Linked DNA regions of Gossypium hirsutum: region 2 is linked to region 1. Evidence: chromatin contacts called from public Hi-C data. All regions are on one chromosome and are shown on one strand. Each heading gives the region's core, a stretch centred on a gene start, on an enhancer-like site or on the middle of the called end of the contact. The rest is flanking DNA. Distances are from core to core; before and after follow the strand shown. Region 1 holds the start of LOC107897077. Region 2 holds the start of LOC107897160 (L-ascorbate oxidase homolog).

The links. A called contact is a pair of places that touch in the nucleus more often than the background predicts.
Region 2: a contact with region 1 is called in a Hi-C map of leaf, with 2.9 times the contacts expected there. The contact joins the promoter of LOC107897160 here to the promoter of LOC107897077 in region 1. A contact is called at or near these places in 2 of 34 Hi-C or Micro-C datasets (both in leaf).

What each region holds. Positions count from the first base shown.
Region 1 is chrA11:29,160,473-29,166,362 of Gossypium_hirsutum_v2.1, reverse strand. It overlaps LOC107897077, which reads right to left and starts at 3,302. Exons shown (of 5, transcript XM_016822418.2): 1 at 2,851-3,302; 2 at 2,387-2,614; 3 at 1,683-1,766; 4 at 1,342-1,471; 5 at 53-1,231. The coding sequence starts at 3,170. The coding sequence ends at 362.
Region 2 is chrA11:29,836,764-29,842,205 of Gossypium_hirsutum_v2.1, reverse strand. It overlaps LOC107897160 (L-ascorbate oxidase homolog), which reads left to right and starts at 1,261. Exons shown (of 9, transcript XM_016822516.2): 1 at 1,261-1,725; 2 at 1,830-1,969; 3 at 2,077-2,186; 4 at 2,557-2,827; 5 at 2,932-3,028; 6 at 3,190-3,535; 7 at 3,649-4,014; 8 at 4,101-4,179; 9 at 4,460-4,813. The coding sequence starts at 1,832. The coding sequence ends at 4,663.

The sequences.
Region 1 (5,890 bases), core at 2,053-4,552:
TTTTATATTTATATCTACACTATATAATTTATATCTGAACTGCAACTATTCATGACTCAACCACAGATTTTTAATATACCATAAATGTAAACCTCAAAGGTTTCATGAAAACGGGGCTCGGCAAGTATCCAAAATATTGCACCCCCTATTTTAATCTACTAAACGCTTAACACACAAAAGCAAGCCAACAGTGGCTTGACAGCAGTAATAGGAAGAATGGGAAACTGTTTCTTCAGATAGTTTGCTACTAGATACAACCACTAAACAAAATATTTGGATACTTCCACTGTGCCGATAAAAGCATCATCATAAACTCTATCCTAGTTTGACAAAAAGGTAACTTGGTGATGAAACTGCTTCTTCAAAGTGCTTTGTTTCGAGGCCTCAATCTTCTAGCAATACAGTCCATATTAGTTCCAGAAGTACAATGCTTCAGGTTGGCCTTGGACTCCTTCCGTGATGATATGTTTTCTGCAGCCTCATCAGACACACTCCCATTTGCGCCCAGTAACCCTTGTTCATCACAATCCTTGCCTAGTTGACGCCTTTGCTTCAGTTTTGCAGCATTACTGTCGAGGCTATTTCCAATAGCAGACGCAGGTCTCTTTATAAGATTTGGACTACTCTCTGACACGGCATAGCCTACATCTACATTTTTGCCAGCACCATCCAAAACTGTCTCATCATGGGTCCGGTCGCTTCCCCACACCTGTTTTAGTCTTCCGGCAATACTGCCAGGGGTTGATTCACTGGAAGACGCATGCTTCTTTTCTGGTCTGGTTTCCAATGTCACAGGACTATCAACGGGTTCTTTGTCAGTGAAATCCAACTCCTTTTCATGTTGACATATGAATTCATCATCTCTCTTGTTCCCGAAATCAAGGTTGATCTTTGTAGACTCCCCTTTCTCAAACTCTGTTTCATTCTTTGAGAATAGCAACGGTTTGCTTGCAGGATTTTGATGGATAATCGAAGTATTTGGTTCTGGGTATGCTTGTTGTTCTTTTTTCTCACTGCTCAAGCCATCCTCTCCAGATTGAGGCTTTGATGTTACAAGCTGATTATTATCGACTGCAGGAGATTCTTCTGAAGGCAATTCCGGAGCTGGAAAGGAAAGTGACCTCTTAGCAGAAACTTGATCAGTATTATCTGAGTTCTTTTCAACATTGGTTTGCACATGCCGGGTTTGGATGAGATAATGTGCAACTGACTTGAAGCCCATTTTTGTTACCTGGAAGGTGGATAAAGAAGCTTAGACCTTTAGAAAAAATTAAATGTCTCTAAGCAACAACATGCACAAAAGATGGGACCTTTTTTTTATCAATGCAAATGATGACTTACCTTCCTATAAAGAGAGCCAGTAGGGGCCCATCCTTTTGCTTGCCGGCATAAACTACAGTTGCAAATCCCACGGCAGACTGGGCAAACCCAATTTGGGTTCTCATTGGCTTCAAGCACATGCTCCCCATATCTGCACATTTAGAACGCAAATTAACAACAAAACCACCACTAGAAGGAAATAACTATCTAGAACTAAAGGTTCAGAAAGATTTATAAGATACGATTCTAGCCAAAAGCTAGAAACATCAATATTTAGTTACATATGAACGGATATCTACAACTGCAGGACAAAACAAAGGACAGAGGTTAAGTAAGGCATACACATTAACAAAATTTCATACCTCATGTATAAACAATCACCACAGAACTGTCCTTGGACCATATTGCATTTGCTACAGTTAGTACGATGACCAAGTGTTTTCTGCCTGCAACATAGCATTTTCCATCTTGTGACTAAATGAGATCAATTTAACAGCTTAGAGTCATGGTACAACATTTTCAGAAGTAATATACGAATAAAATATTATTTTCAAACAATGAATAATTGGTGCTGACCAATGTGGAAGCAGAAAAAAGAAGAAAAGGTAAGAAGATTGTCACAATTCACAATTCAAATGTTTCTCAAATTAACAAAGTAATAGTTACAAACTGAAAGGCTATCATACAATTTAAACCAAGTTTATGTCTATAGTTCTTATGTGACCATTGAAAATGATCAGATCAGAGGCAATGTGACGTAGGGGAGAACAATAATCAAGCAAAGGATCCTGCGTCTCAACACAACTACAAGTGATTACAAGGAATTCAGATCAAAAGCAGTTTAAAAAGGGATAGTTCCTTTTCAAGCTCGCCTTCATTTTCAGAAGATGAAGGCGAAAAAACTAGAAAACTGAAAATTTGTATCGCCTAATCAAACTGTTCCCTTTTAGTTGAGCATGAAGTTAAAACTATTAATGTTGGCGGATAAGAATTGAAATTTGTTGTGCAGCCATATCATATTTCCATGGAAGATATAATGCAGATGGAATAAGAAAGATTCCTAGACCTGCATTGATGACAAGTCTTTCCTTTGACGGAATCATAAATCCGTCTGCCATCACGTCCATATCCATCCACAAAAAGTGTCCAGCTCCTCTCAGTGTTACCCAAAAGCTTCTCATGCGCTTCTGTATACACCTCTGATTTCCCTAGCTTCAGTTCCACATCCTCGAAAAGCTCTTCTTTTTTTGCCGAAACTGCCTCTGAATAGATCACTGGAGTAGTATTTTGCAACCTAACCAAATCCATCAAAATATTAATTAGTTCTGAACTTGCAATATTATCCGAAATTATAAGCTTCTTCCCTTTATTTTCCTTTTTTTTTTTAAGTAAAAAGGAAAAAGAATATAAAAGATATCTTTTTTTTTTCTCTTTCATAGAGATTTTGGTAGTGTCTGCTTCTACTTAGGTCCAATGGGTATTCAAAAAGCCATATGGAAATAAAATACACAAGGGCAACAATGAAATCACCTCGAGGAGCGGCGGAGTTGGTCAGATGACGGCAAGGGAGAAGACAGAGGGGTAACTGGCGGCTTACCGCCAACACGAGGACGGCCGCGCCTTGAAGAGAGGCGAGGAGTGGAGTTGAGGAGGGAGTTGGAGAGGTCTTTGAGACCAAGCTGCTGCATCCTTTGAAGGTTTTCTTTGATCCGTTCTTCTCTGGACTGCTCATACAATGAGATTTTAGGGGTTTGGATTTTGCAGTCATTGTGGGGTTGTAGATGATATTGCTGATCCAAGTTGTTTGGTGAGGATTCAAGTGGTTGGGTCTCGTTTCCTATTGCTGCCATTGTTCTCTGCTTCTTTCTCTCTCTCTTGCTTTGGTGCCTCTTTTCAAGGTCTCTCGAGTCTCAACGGTCAAGTTTCGAGCCCCTTATGGTAGTGGGGAACAGGGAGACCGAGAGTTGGCCAGTAAATTAATTAATTAAAATTATACTGTACTATTTTAGTATTTTCCATAAAAACAAATATTTATTATTTTATCATTCCATTATAAGTGCTGATAAAATATATATAGATAATATTTAAAATTAGGTGTAATTTTTTCTCAATTTATAAATAAGAAGATAATATGTTTTAATATACTTAAATCTTTACATTGATAATAATATTCATATTAAAAAAATTAAAACTCAATGACTAATTTTGATGAATTAAATGTTGATGACTTGTCAACAATTTTTAAATCCACTATTACATTATCAGGATATCAAATATAAATATAAATATAAATATAAGAATGGATTATTATTAATTAGAAAGAAAAAAATTTCCACAACTAGGACATTTGAAATATAATTAAAAATAAATAAATAGATACATCTTAGATGGGATTATTATCAATTTCCATTATACGATTAGTAGAAAGAAAAAAAATTCCACAAGTAGTATATTTATCTTTAAAATACACTTAAAAAAGTAAATAAATGGACACATATCCCCTTCTAATAATCTCTACTTAAGAAATTTTTATCAAATAATAGTTTACCCAATAATAATCCTATTGGAATGTGGAGTTTCAAGTAATTAAATTAAAGCCCATTAGAATTTCACCTGGAAGTGGGCCTAGCTATACATCTCAAAGTAAAAATGATGAAAGCAAGATGAGGTTAGGAGAGAAAAGCCTTGATATCTTGACGGGGGATTGCTTTCATTTGGGCTTTTGGATCCTCAAATATCAGCCCAAAATAATAGCATGTAAGCTTTGAAACTCATGAAGAATAGCAAGTAATTGAAAAATTATAAGAGGAATAAAACCTACTTGGGATGTATAATTATGGTGCGAGGGCACCTTGTCACTCGTGCATTTCTTTGTGTATAATGTATTTCGATGGTCTTGAACCAATGTGCAACACCTCGTATCTACTTCAGAGGCCTATTCTAAATATGAATCATTACATCTGTTATTGGAGCAACTCGATCAATCAATTATTCATTTAAATTTCACTTAAATTCAAGTTATATGCATGCATATTAATGTTTCAAACATTTTTACATCACTACAAAAAATAAAATTTATTGAAAAAGAACAAAGATAACAAAACATGCCCTTACATCTCGAGACAATAAGTTAATGTCTCGAGATATTAGTCCCCTGAAACCAAATTTTGAATTTTTTTTGCAGGTCTTGAGACTTAGGGGTTATGTTTTGAGACCTATCCTCATGTCTCGAGACTTAGGGGTTATGTCTAGATACCTAGTCGCCTGTCTCGAGACTTTGGATCTTTAAGGTGAAGTTTAGCTATTGACTTCGAATGTCTTAAGACAAAATGACCTTTATCTCGAGACTTACCTACTATGTCTCAAGACCTGTTCTTGAAAAATCATCCTATCTTGAGATAGTTCGTTCTGTCTCAAGACTTAGTGCTCAGAACTACAGATAAAGGCTAAAAAGTGAAGAAAACTTAACAAAAACATGTTCAAAACATACCCAAATGGCTCGAAATGATACCAAACATATAGCCAACATATTTAATTCTAAAACACACACCTCTAACCAGGGATGACAATAAGGTCGAGCGATTTTTTGCCTGCCTCAAACCCCCTTGGTTGTAAGTAGTGCTATTTCGATAAAATATGAGTTGGATTTTACAGAATAAATAAAATGTGATTTATTAACGTTAGTAGGGAAGGTGGTAGAAAATCAAAGAAAATTTAAAAGATTGATATACTAATAAATATTAATATAGGGTATAGACTAATTTGTAAAGTTGTGAAAAGTGTTAAGGTCAAAGTGTGAAATCTAAAGTATAAAAGGATGAAATTGAATTGGTGAAAATGTAAAAAGACAAGGAGTATAATTTTACCAAAGTGCATAGTGACTCAAGAGAGGAATTTTAAAGATTTTTAATGGGTAGCAAGGAAATTTAACAAAAAGATAATTATTAGATTAAGAAAAATTAGAGAAATAAAGAAATGTTGTCATAATGTGGGCCATTAGATGTCATGAGAAATTAAAAAGTCAATTTAGCCATTGAAAGTGGATTATAATCGTGCCATAATATTTTAATTTATATTATTATATTATTATTTAGAATATTTTAAGCTAGTATGAAGAACTTTCTCTATAGTTTTTCTTCTTCTCTCATGTCTCCACCATTGTAAAAGAAAGATTTTTTTTCTTTTTTTCCAATCTAGTCCCTAATCACCATTAAAGACCCCTCTAAGATAAAAACCATCAATTTCTCATGGGAAACCTTAGTAAGATCAAGGTACCAATAAGCTAGCACTGTATTTATTTTGATTAGTTGAGCATGAAATTATTATATACAAGTGTTTTGATTTGTCATGTTTTGTGATATTGATGTGAAATTAAAAGAAAGATAAGAAAGAGGTTGCAAGAAGTGTGGACAAAGGAAAATAAATACATAAAGCTTGAAAGAAGATAGAAAGAAGTACAACCTAGTCAATTATGTAAATACTTTTTGAATCCTTCTTACCATATAAAAAGATCAAGTGTAAAATTACTAATTCAAATGTTAATTTTATGAATTTGATAACTATATATATA
Region 2 (5,442 bases), core at 12-2,511, 680 kb before region 1:
ATAAAGTAGGTTTATTTTAAAGGTTAGGCATTTAATTATAAAATAACTAGTGGTAAATCTTAGGGTTTGGGGAAGCCAAATGTCATCATCTTTCATTTAGTTTGCTTCAATTTTACGGCAAATGCGAGGGTTTCTATGTTTTTGATGATTGAGCGAATCGATGTGTCAGTGGAAATCTGTGCGGTTCCCTCCCCAAGTCCCACCTCATCCCACCACCGGTGGCTGTGGCCAGGCGGTTGCGGTGGCGGTGGGGTCAAATGTTCATCAAATCCATTTGCCAACAGCTCACGTGACAACTCCTTATTCACATTCAGTCCAGTAGGCCCTCCCCTGCTTTTATATAGTCAACAGTTATAATTACAACTTATACTAAACAATTTTGATTCACCAACTTTAATTTCATTTCCTTGAATGTACATAACTGATTTCCATTTCTTTATAGTAATTTGAGAAGTTTATTCGGCTATCATTTGAATTTGTGCATTGAGTTTCAAAATTATAAAATTTATGAACATTTTTGCTTATATTATTTTAAGAAAATTATTCCACTCTTTTTAAATTTCACTGATAACATTCTTAAATAATTATCACATTATCGATAAATTAATAATAATAATGTAGAATTAGGTAAGTATAGAATTAGTTGACTTAGGCTTATCATTTGAATTTACATCTCCCACAGGAAAAGAAATATAGTATTTTGATTATTAAATTAAAGTAATATGTTGAAATTAAGGTTTAAAAGAAACAGGCAGGCCAGCTAAGTTTAAGAAATCCTGCAAAGAAACAAATCAGGCTTTCATTTGACTTGCTCGAAGCATGGATTCCATTTCCCCCAACTTTCTCCATCATATATATATATATATATATATTCATGGTAATTGCCAAATTGGATATTATTGCCCAACTATATGATAAACAAAGGGATTTATAGACTGTCCCTCTCAGATCCAACCCAAAGCTACAATATTTATGATAGGAGTGGTGAGAATGAGGACCACTGCTACAATATTTATGATAGGAGTGGTGAGAATGAGGACCACTTGCTTTCTGTATGTATGCATGTGAAACTGTCACAAAAACTAAAAAAAAAAAAAAACCTACAAAACTCAACTGTCTAATAAATTTATTATAATCCAATGCCACATTTTATTTTTACAGTTTTAGTAGAGATGTCGGGTTTCAATAGATTTTGGCTCTTCCTTTTTCTTTTCATTTTCTAATATAAATGCTGTGTTAATGGAAACAAAGTTGTGTGAAAACAAAGCTCTCAATTTTCAAAAAATGGAGAACAAAAGGGGCAGTGATAGACATCCAAACCCCTTTCTTTATCCAATTCCATTTTAATTTAAGGGTGAAAAGAAAAGGAAGCAACCAAGAAAAAGCTCTAATCAATGGCGGGATAGCAGGAGGCAATTTATAAATATATTTTAGTGAAGGAAAGAGTGAATGAGTGGATTATAAGCTTTAGGTGGAAGCAATTATCATAACGCGGAAAACGCGTGGAATGCGCCGAATATTAGTTAACCGCGACAGCCTTTACCTCATCAACTAACAATAAATTCCTTTTTCCTTTTTGTTAGTTCCATAAATAAATAAAAAAGAATGGACCACTACCTAGAGTAGCTTTTTCCTGCCCCGGTTCTTATAAAAACTACGTACCTCTTTGTTTAGATTGTGTCCTCAAAAGAGCTTTACTTTCCTTTCCAGGGAGTCCCGAAACAGGTAAGTTACTCTCTTAGTCAAAGATGCTTTGGTATCACAATTCTATCAAGTTCTGTAGTTGGTTTTGGTAACTAACCAATGGTTTATTTATGAGTGACGTTCAGATATGGGAAAACCAGTGATGAAGCTTCATTTGATTATTGGAGTTTTGGCTGTTTCCCTGGTGAATGCTGAAGATCCATACTTGTATTACACTTGGACTGTCACTTATGGCACTCGTTCTATTCTTGGAGTTCCCCAGCAGGTATATATTTATAGGGAATCTGTTTTTTTTTTGGAATGTTGAAAGTAAAGGCTATTGATGTGGATCTGATTTTGGGGTTCTAAAAAGTTGTGTTTTTTTTTTGCAAGGTTATCCTTATCAATAATCAGTTTCCTGGGCCAAAACTTGATGTGGTGACTAATAACAACATTATCTTGAATCTCATTAACAAGCTTGATCAGCCTTTCTTGTTGACATGGTGGGTCTCTCATACCCTTATCTCACATTGGCTCTTCTGATTTATATACTTTCATTCTTGCTGTTTTTCACAACCTCAACTAAGAAATTATCAATGGATATCTCTAAAATTGTTACTTGTCTTCTTCTTCCCTGTAAATTTTAACTTCATCTCAGTTTTGTTGAACATAACAATGAAAGATGAAACTTCCAGACCAGGAAACGTCTGTGTTTTTCTGCAGTAACGTTTGATGGCCGCTTAAAAATGACTTGATTCTTTTTGCAACTTTAAACCCTGAATTTCCGTTGTTTTCCTGTGTTCACCTGATTATGCCATGTAGAATCATGCCATTTTTTCAATGATAAATGAGGGATTGGTCTGATCACAACAGGAATGGCGTAAAGCAAAGGAAAAACTCATGGCAGGATGGAGTGTTGGGAACCAATTGCCCTATCCCTCCAAACTCAAACTATACCTACAAGTTCCAAGCCAAGGATCAGATTGGGTCCTACACATATTTCCCATCAACTCTAATGCATAGAGCTGCTGGAGGATTTGGAGCACTCAATATATACCATAGAAGTGTGATCCCAATTCCTTATGCAAATCCTGATGGAGATTTCACTTTACTTATTGGTGACTGGTACAAGACCAGCCACAAGGTTAGTTTTCACACTTCTCTTTTGTTAAGATTTTCTTGCCATGCACCAAGTTTTTCCCTGCCATGTATACTTCACTCATAATATAATTGTTTTGTTTTTTACAGGCACTGCAGCAAACTTTGGACTCTGGAAAATCTCTTCCCTTTCCCCATGGAGTCCTTATAAATGGGCAGACTAAAACCACCTTTACTGGAGAACAAGGTCATCCATAACTTAGTATTCCTATTTCCTATCACGTTTAATTGCTTATAATTCATTGCATTTAGATTAATTTATTCAATACGATTAAATGAAGATTCCTCCTACATTTTCCAAAAGGGAATCATGCCTTTACTGAATAAGTTTTATTTGTGGTGTTTCAGGCAAAACTTACATGTTCAGAATCTCAAATGTTGGATTGTCCACCTCACTGAACTTCAGGATTCAGGGCCATTCGATGAAGTTGGTTGAGGTCGAAGGCTCTCATGTAATTCAGAACTTATATGACTCTCTTGATGTGCATGTGGGACAATCCGTGACCGTCTTAGTAACCTTGAATCAACCACCAAAGGACTACTACATTGTTGCATCCACAAGATTTACAAGGACCGTTCTCACTGCAACTGCGGTGTTGCACTATGCAAACTCGCAAACCCCAGTTTCTGGACCGCTACCAGCTGCTCCTGCTTACAAATATCATTGGTCAATGCAGCAGGCAAGAACATATAGGTACTAGTTGACGGAAGATCTTATTGGCTTCTTGTGTTTGATGCAGCACTTCATTCTTGAACTTGGATAAAAAATGATCTTATCTGATTATTCTTTTCTTCATTTCCTTGAAGGTGGAATTTGACATCTAATGCAGCGAGGCCTAATCCTCAGGGCTCATTCCATTATGGGAAGATTACACCAACCAAGACGATTGTCTTGGCCAACTCAGTATCTTATATTAATGGAAAGCTGCGGTATGCAGTGAATGGTGTCTCCTATGTTAATGCGGATACCCCTCTGAAGCTCGCTGATTACTTTAATATTCCGGGAATTTTTAGCATGAATGCCGTTCAAGGCGTTCCGTCAGGTGTTGCCGCAACTGTTGCTACCTCCGTTATGCCAACTAATCTCCATGATTTTCTGGAAGTTGTCTTTCAGAACAACGAAAACACCATGCAATCTTGGCATCTTGACGGTTATGATTTTTGGGTTGTTGGGTGAGTCACAGTGCCCTGTTAGTTGTTCTATTTCATTTCTCTTGCTGAATATGTTCTTACCATTTCTAATACTACAATGCACACAGTTTCGGCTCTGGACAGTGGACTCCAAAGAAAAGAAGAACCTACAATCTAGTTGATGCTCTTACGAGACACACAACTCAGGTAATGCCACCTCAAGAACCGAAAACAACTGTTGTTGTTGAGCATTGCTAGCAGTTTATGCCTATTAAATTTCTGTATTATGTAACAAATGTTTCAAATTTTACCCACATTAGAAATGCCATAGAACTTTTGATCAAACCAATGTCCTTTTCCTCTTGTAACGCATTGACCATAATTGCAATTGGCATTTTAGCATGTTAAGAACAATTCGAAGATAATACCTATTTAGGCCATCTTCATAAACAATCCTTTCCTGCTACTGATGCTTTCGTTTCGGCAGGTGTATCCAAATTCATGGACAGCCATATTGGTGTCCCTGGACAACCAGGGTATGTGGAACATGAGGTCTGCATCATGGGAAAGGCAATATCTGGGGCAACAATTTTATCTGAGAGTCTGGAATCCTGTTCGGAGTCTTGCTAACGAATACGACATTCCTTCTAATGTCTTACTCTGCGGTAAAGCAGTTGGGCGCCACCCTTAGCCAGCCAGTATGGCCCTAATGGCTATTATCTGTTACCAGTCATCAGAGTTTGACTGCTGATAAAATAGATTGAGAGAGAAGAAATTGGATTGAAATGTTTCGCCTTTATTCATTTGTATATCTTAGAAAGCAATAGAGTAAAATTATCTATACCGTAGTTATTACTTTATTATCTCTTCAATTCGTTTTCTGCAAACAGAGTTAAAATTATGAGGTTTTGTAAAATTAATCATTTTCTTAAGTATTAGGTGTGCAATTATATATATATATCAACTTACCAAATATTCATTATTATATTTATATTTTCTATATAATTATCAGAGTTATTTATAGTCTCTTTCTATTTTCTATATAATTACTAGTTTTCTTTTTCCAAATAAGAAGATAAATATATTTTAACGCGTTTAAACTTATGCCTTCCAGTTGATTTTTTATATAATTTTTATACACTAATAAAAAGTTATATAAATTTAACACTTTTTTCATAATAAAATATTCATATAAATCATTGAAAATAATTTTCAATCATTTAATATTTTAAATATATTTTGATAATCATTTTAATTTTTACTTAATATAAGTTATAAAACTTAGATATAATTTTAAAAAAAAATATTCAAATTATCATATTTATTTTTCACTCAAAATTATCTAAAATAATATAAAATATGAGATTAATAAAACGAGAGAGATCCATTGTAAAATTACACCTTTCGTAATTTTTTACATGATTAATATTTTAGCAATTCAACCGTCATATGTCATACTCTATTCATATT